Regions from separate parts of the Gasterosteus aculeatus genome. Here region 1 is linked to region 2. The links are chromatin contacts, called in public Hi-C maps. All regions are on one chromosome and are shown on one strand. Each heading gives the region's core, a stretch centred on a gene start, on an enhancer-like site or on the middle of the called end of the contact. The rest is flanking DNA. Distances are from core to core; before and after follow the strand shown.

Region 1 (3,780 bases), core at 760-3,259, 82 kb before region 2:
CAGAGAAGTTTGCCTGCGGCCACGAAGACCTTCAAATAAGACTGAACCGCTGTGTCATGCCATGCCAAAGCATTTGACTCTCATTGGTTGTTGTTTGCAACTCTTTAACACCGTTGACCAAGCCTCACTCTTTGGCTACGAGACACCTTTTGTTATCGGTTAATATTGGTGATAATGCTAATCCTTCCCCCTCAGCGCACCGCCGCAAACCACAGTGTGCCGTCGTCCGCTGCTGATTGACGGAAGCCACTGAGTGACGCGTTGCAGACACCGGACGGCCTCCCTCAGATGGGCTGCTCAGGCCCGACTTGTCCGTTGCTTCTATTTGATCAGCCTCATAGTCTGTGGAGTGTTGATGTGAGCCTCCGGCTGCGAGGTGACTGAACTCGTCCTCCTGGACGATGACTCCATCCCAGCTCGAGGGTCTTACTGCGGCTGGGTTGAACAGGTCGTCCTTGCACCATTTGGCAAGGCTCCTCACGTAAGGTGCTCTGCAACCCTCAGTTGTTGGATGTGCTTTACCTGCTGTTTTATTTCCAGTCAGTCAGTGGTAGGTACGTTTCATTTTAATAAGTAAATATCATATAAAATATCCAATCTGTTATTTCTATACGAGCAGGCATATGTCAACCCGCTGGTGGCTTAATACTAAAGCGAGGGATCAAAGAAATCATTAGGATGCATCTTCTAGAAGACAAAAAAGGTTTGTGCCAGTGTGTCAAAATCTTTGATGGGCTTCACAAAAAGATTTAAAAACAAAGTCAAAAGCGAGCATGCATGTCTGTACAAACAAGACAGAAATGCACACACACATTGTGGTGATATTCTCCTCTTCCTTCTCCTGCTTCAGCCATGATTTTACAATCAAACCGAGACAAACAAAGTGCTTAAATGCAGAATAATTTATATTTCAGACTTTGCAAACAAAGACAAAGTAAGAGTTTTCCAGGAGCACTTAAAGAAATAACATCAATAGGAATAAAATATTGTGAAATGAAACCATCAGTACGAGATGGCTCCCAGTCAGTAATCGTCATTAAGACAAAAGTATCAATCAAGTTTCCTTTCAGAGAAGCTCTAAAGTATGCTTTTACCATAAAAGACTCCAGGAGGTATGTCAGGCCAAACTATAATGAGGTGTACCATCCACTGCGCAGCAGAAACAAAGCAACAGAAAAATGATTGCTATGCTAAGAAACAATTAAGGCCTCTTAATGCACCGCGAAAGCATTCGCCTGAGAGTCGTTCACCATATCGATCATCGACGACATCTTTTTACCGCATAAGAAAAAAGGGGCCACTGGTTCCCATGTGCAGTTTATTTAGTTTCATGGCCTTTCTTCAAATTAGTGTCAGTATCTTAAAAGCAGACCGCTCCTGCAAGTTTTTTTTTTAAATCTTTTAAATCAATTGCATTATAATTAATTTTATTTCTTTGTGTGCTTTTTTGCTTGTAATCTAGTTCACACACAATTGACACTAAGGAATGAAAAATATGCATCCTTTTAACCTTTGGTATATGAACATTGTGCGTTTGTTTGACGAACGACACGCATGTACGATATATCAAAAGTTAAATGTACACATCGAATCTGCTCTCTGAGGTTTTTGTCTTTCTTTTGCATAATGTCTAATTGAATATGTAACGTTTATATTGATATATAATAGTTTGATTAGTAAAAGAAGAATACTTAATACTAGATCTTTTATAAAATGATATTATTAAACCATTACACATTTCCGGGGTGACTTTGGTTCCTTCAGCTTTAATACATCATTGTGAACACTTGTAGCATCTCGAGGCGGCCGATTCGAACCTGTTGAGACGCAAGAACTTGGTGTGGTGTTTTCTCTCTTTTGGCATTACGATAATTTAACAGTTTTGATCAATAAAACATGCTTGCGTCAGTCTCATCACGCGGGACGTCTCAGCGCGCCTCGCGTTCACCTTTGCCGTCCTCTGCTGCCCCAAACACGGACCAAGTCGACTTTCATTGAACGATTGGAGGGAGGACAGAAAGAGAGAGAGAGAGAGGGGGGGGAGACTCTTCCCCCACATGGCCGCCGAACCCTCCCCGGCGGGAGTTTGAGCTCCACCTGCGGGCCGCGAGCGCATCCCGTCACACCTGGAAGGCGTCGCCCTGCCTGTCGTTCGGCGCACTGTAACGCAGCCGTTTGACGCGAGACAGCCCCCTAGGTGTCTCACTTCTCTCAGTGTTCAGCGCGCGCGCGCGCGTGTGTGTGTGTGTGTGCGTGTGTTTGCGCGTGTGGCTGGACCGGCCTGCTGCTCGTCTGGCTGCGTTGACGTCAGCGCTGATGTTGATTTGCTCAGGCGAGGGAAGAGAAAGGAGTTAGTGCGCGTTGAGAGAGCGGCCACTGCGAGCCGCCTTCACGATGCTGTAGCCGCGCTCCCTCCTTCCCTCCTCCTCCTCCTCCTGCTCCTCCTGCACTGTACGGAATCATTAAACGTGCAACTTGGGTGAGTACCGAATCCGGGCGAAACGCGGGCTGCAGTTTCCGCGGCGACAAGTGCCCGGAGCCGCGACTCCGCACGCGCGTGCCGCTGTTTTCTCTCTGTGTACTTTCATTCACCATGTGGATATTTGGATGCGTTTATTGCGCCGGGGATCGTTTTTTTTTCTTCCTTTTTCTTTTTTTCCTCCTTCCTCTTCTTGTTGCTTCTCCCCGTTCGACCTCACGCTGAAGTTAACAGCCGAACGCGACTTCGGCACGCGAGTTGGAACCTGCGCACCGGCGGGGCGCTGCATGGAAAACAAGTGTTTCCCCTGATTGCGCCCGCGAAGGTGTTGAAGTTTGCATTAACACACGGTATCTATTGTAGAGATGTTAAGGTTGACGTACGCCCCTCACCACCACCACACACCCCACTCACACACACACTCACACACACCGCGGTGGGTTTAGTATGCCGGGGATCGCGGCTGGAGGACGTGAGGTCTGGGCAGTTCCAACGGGAGACAGACAACACATGACGCCCCGCTCCATGTGACTTTACTGGAGAAATCGCGTTGGCTCGTTTTGAGGGGTATTGTGATCTTTTTTTTTTTTTTTTTCTAGATGTATTTTTAAACAGCGACACTGTTGCCCGTCCTCGTGTCTCCAGTTGCACCAGTGTGGCTCATTTGGCCGTGATGACATCACGCAGAGGACTGGGCACACTGGTCGTTTTTTTTTTTACTCGAAACGAACCCAAATCTTCAGCTGATTGACGGGCAGCTAAAGACGTGTGATTGGTGACCGATAATCGATTCGCAGGAGCGCGCGCGCGGCGCGAGGTGTGTGTGGGGGGCGGGAGCTGGTAACCGAAGCAATGGCAAATTGATTTGTTATCGAGACTGTCTGATCTCGCTCTCTGTGTCACTCTCCTTTTTTGTCCTCCCCTCTTCACCCTTCAGGCATCGCTCGCTCTCTCTCTCATTTCTCCCCCCCCCCCCCCCCCTCATCAGCTGTCAATGTTCCCCTTTAGCGTGTTTTCATTTGGTCACAAACAAAGTCCACCTGTGCGCCGGTCTGAGGAGAGCTGCCTTCAATCGGCGTGAGATTGTCCCAGCTGTCCGTCTCGCGTGCACTTTTAGCACGCTCAATGTCTCCCCCCCCCCCCGTCTGGTTAACGATGCTGTAGCATTTTGCTGTCCCCCACATTTGCGCGTGTCAGTGTGGAATATTGCGCGCTGCTCGTGCGCGCCGTGGCAGACGACTCGTGACCAGATTGATTGTGGAGCCTTTCCGTTGAAGTCGGCGCCAGGCGGTTGTTGTCAG
Region 2 (4,096 bases), core at 1,554-4,053:
AAAAATCTTCACGAGCTCGGCTTTTCATTTCTCACCCCCCCCCCCCCTCTTAAAGTCTCACCAAGGAATGTTTGGGGGAGGGTCCGGACTGGCCGGACTGCGGTGTCCCCTTACAGTCCGGCTGACCAGCAGGCTCTGGGAGGTGATTGATTGGGTGGTGCTGGGCCCACCAAGGACCCTTTCTGCAGCTTTAGAGGTTAGGGGTCACCTCCTCTGCAAATCTGCTTCCTTTTGTACAGTCGCAACACCAGGAGGGTGGTGTCACACACACCCACCCCACCCCACCCCCATGCCCCTCCTCTCCCCCGCTCCCTCCTCCCTCTTGTCTTCACCATGGGAAAATGGGGGAGGCGTCAATTAAACCCTTTCTCTCTTTCGGTTCAGTTCTCCCTGTCTTCTGAAGTTGCTCCTTCTTTTAAAAACAAAACAAAAACAAAAAAAGAAGCAAATTCTTTACGTTTAAATGCAGAGAGGCGCTCGGGGCCACGCTGCGATGCCGTTAAAGGGGGTTTGTTAAGGTTTCCTCAGAATGAAACTAATGATAATGGGCCGTGCAAGCTGTTGTAGAAACACTCCTTAATGGATTACTTACGCAAGCAATTAGCGGTGCACCACCAGCCAGATATCAGCATCTCAATGGTTTAAAATATGTGTTGGTTGTAATGACGCTATGTAGCAATTACTCTTGTTAATAGATTGATGTGAGACTGGTTGGACCGAGGCCACGGTGTAATGAAAGCAAGGCTCCTGGTGCTCCTTCTGGAGATGTTCAAAAGTTCTCAAACTGGACTTTTAGAAAGTTCGTATTATTTGTTGTATCTCCTCCTCCTCCCGCCCAATCCCAAAAAGTAAAAAATGAAGCGATTAAGGGAAGACTTTGTGGGCACTTTGTTGAACTCCAGAGCAGAGAAGAGCCCCGCAAATGTAATCCTTTGATATGTAGTCAGTCCGAGGGGTTTGCAGAGGGATAACATTGCAATTCAGAAAATGTGGCTGGTCCTTGGCCCTTAGGGGCCCGAGCCTTTGTGGTCACAGGACCAGGATTACACTTTAACCCCCACCACTGCAAGCAACCAGCTCCCCCCACCGCCCTGGCTGAGGGCCGGGGTCAGGTTAAAGGCCAGGCATCTTATACAGGGTGGGACAGAGAAAAGTGGAGAAAGTCCGTCTTTTGAACATTCCAAAATGCAGCTCGGTGAAGACCGCAGCCTTTGTTCCTTTACCAATAACGGCACGCAGAGTATTTTTATCTGAACATCCATTGGAGTACATGTGAAGAAAAAGGCTTTACTTTCATTCGAGGTGCAGCCATTAATATAACTGGTGGCCAGTTTGACTTAAATAATAATAAGTAAGTAATAAATAAGTTGCTTTACAACCACAAAAAGACAGTCACTGAATATGAGTTGATTAGGGTTAGGCGGTTATCTTTTAAACCATGTAGGAAAATATACATATAAACATGAACTAAATTGTCTGACAGAGGTGTCCGTTGTCCAGTGATAACTGGTGTGTTTGTGTATCGACAAAGTTCCATGAAGGAATCGTCATGATTTAAAAAAAGGCTCCGGTTGATGTTCCTTTCGTGGATTAAGGCAGATTAGGTCTCTTCCTCTCTTTCAAGACTTCTTCGTTTGAAGGGTGTTCTACTAGGAATGAAATCTTCTTGTCATCCATATGACATTCTTGTCGTCTTTACTTAACATTTTGGACGCCAAAAAAAAAGAAAAAAAATGGCAAGACGGCGTTAAAACAGGTGGCGGTGTGAGCAGTTTAACTTGAGACTGTTAGTCTCTCTGAGGCCTCAGTGTTGAGTGTCAATGATCGAATTAGCGACTTAAGAATGCGCAACGTTCATTTCTGTCAACAACTCATGATCGGTGTTCCACGATTTCCTTCTCATTTAATGAAATTTGACGAGGGTTCGTTGTCTCCACGGACAGATCGGCCCATTGTGGCGTCGCTCGGTCACATGTGCAGCGTTAGAGACGCTGGCTCCGTTTCTGAGCGCCGTCCCGAATGAATGTGTGTGTGTGTGTGTGTGTGTGTGTGTGTGTGAGCAGAAGGTTGTGTTTGTGTCTGGTGTGTGTCGCAGACTGTCGACAGTGTGTGTGTTTCAGTCTGCTTGTTTGCAGGCCAGATGTACTGAGCCGGGAATGGGGTCAAGGTGGGAGAAGCCCCCCCCACCCCCTCACCACCACCAAAAGAAAAAAGTGTTGGATTTATAGCAGCAGGTCCGGGTCTCTCCCTCCCACACCACGCGCTCATTTCCTGGGCTCTGTCCACGGAGAAATATGGCCTGGAGACGGAGACGGAGGGGTTAGAGGAAGGGAGGAAAGGAGGAAGAGGAGCTAAAGATAGAGACGGCGGTGCAGACACGCGCTGGCAGAATAAGGAGATAAAGAAGACACCGTGGGAAGAAGATGTCAACAACACACTTTGCTTTCCCGTCTTTAAAGTAAAAGAATCTTTTGTGCTTCCAAAGATATCAATAATATGCCTTATTCACACAAACCGACCGAGTCGATCCCGTTTAGCGGCTGATTGGATGCTCCTCCACTTGTTCTGAGGGGCCGTTGTGCTGCTGAATCTGAATTGAATGAGACTTTACGCCTCGGACTGTGCCTGTACTGTAACGGCACATCGGCGGCACAGCATTTACCGCCCCGCCCCCCCCGGTGACCCGGGGGCTCGGTGACAAACACCTGACCCCCCGAAACTGCTTTCTGATCTCCATTCTCAGCCATTAACCGTCTCGGCGGCGTCTCACCATACACCACGTGAGAGGCTTTGTTTTGTGTGTGACAGGAAGGTCGTACGAGGGCTTCTCCCATGTTGCTGTGGCTCTCCAGTGGGAACCAGTGTGTGTGTGTGTGTGTGTGTAGACAGAGGAGCGCCCCCTGCTGGCCACATGCCGCACAAGCGCTTTTATTCCCACTCATCTCAAGCGCCTGTTCTTTAGTCAGAGGCGACTTTATGTGGTCGTTTCGCTGCCGTCGGTGGTGTCGTCGCAATTATATGATTATCTTCCACTAATCTCTCCCATGGAATAGTCCTGCAGGACCAATTTCTGGTGCGGGATCGTTTCTTATCTGCATTTTTAGGCAATCTGGGGCAGCAGGCTTCTCACTTCTCCCCCGAGATGGAGGCTTAAGATGACGGCCTTTTAGTAATGATTTCATTTCTGCCTTCACTGAATCCCAATTTGATCCTAGCGAGGGAGAATACTCAGTTCAGCCCGTTGGAATTTGGCAGTATTTTGGATTTCAGTCTGAATTTGTGGTCGCACGTGGCGAAGGCTAATGAATCTACATGAGAGTGACACGTCTGCATGCTTTGAGTGGATATTATCCAAAGCCTTCATTTTTCCAAAGATCATTTTAGGATTAGTTGGTAATTCCTCCTGGGTACCGGCTCTTTTGTGTGCGCTATTTTAGAAACCACAGGCGGGCGCATACAGGTGGTTGTTAACAGTCCTGGCACTGAAAGCACTTGTTTTTCTCTCCTCTCCCTTTCCGTCTGAGGAGCTTTTGAGCTTCGCCGAGTTTCTCCGCTGCCTTTGATTTCCCCGTGCAAGCGACGAATACACGAAGCTCCTCTCATCTGCCCGAGCGTGCACACTGCACTGTGAGTAAAGCTACAAGCTGCCCGCTGATATCGTGATAAGTGGAGCTCCCCGGTGTGTAAAAGACAAAGATGGGAATTGAAAGACAAAATATTTCCAATATTTTCCCGAGCACGCGTTGTTGTGTGCACGTTCCCGTTTGTGTAATTGGACTCGGCAGTTCAAACCGGCTTGTACGGCGAGCTTAGGGAGTAACTTTATAAATAATGGAGACGCATCGTAATGGTAACGCACAGAAGAGCTTTATATGAAACACTCTTTGGTCTCAAGGTTCATTTCAGTATGACTAAAGTATAGAGACCGACACAGTAGGATCCTCCCCTGAATAAAACATGAAACCAGCACATGAGCCACAGTAGCAATAAAGGCATGTAAAAAAAAAAAAAGCAGGAAAAACGTTCTAAAAAGAGGCACTTTTAAGGGTGATATCCACGTTTTATATTCATCAGGTCCTGCCATGTAATTCACTGA

What was found. Hi-C and Micro-C count contacts between places; a contact is called where the count stands out from the background.
Region 1: a Hi-C map of skeletal muscle shows a contact between it and region 2, with 4 times the contacts expected there. The contact joins the promoter of zbtb16a here to the enhancer-like site in region 2. A contact is called at or near these places in 2 of 6 Hi-C or Micro-C datasets (skeletal muscle and tail fin).

The regions. Positions count from the first base shown.
Region 1 is chr7:28,163,455-28,167,234 of fGasAcu3.hap1.1, reverse strand. It overlaps zbtb16a (zinc finger and BTB domain containing 16a), which reads left to right and starts at 2,009. Exons shown (of 7, transcript XM_040181271.2): 1 at 2,009-2,479.
Region 2 is chr7:28,081,853-28,085,948 of fGasAcu3.hap1.1, reverse strand. The region is part of intron 4 of zbtb16a (zinc finger and BTB domain containing 16a); the gene reads left to right. Among protein-coding and RNA genes, the nearest start is that of htr3a, 41 kb to the right of the region's middle. Within about 2 kb of position 2,803, at least 4 of the 9 cell types and tissues checked have open chromatin away from gene starts, as enhancers often do.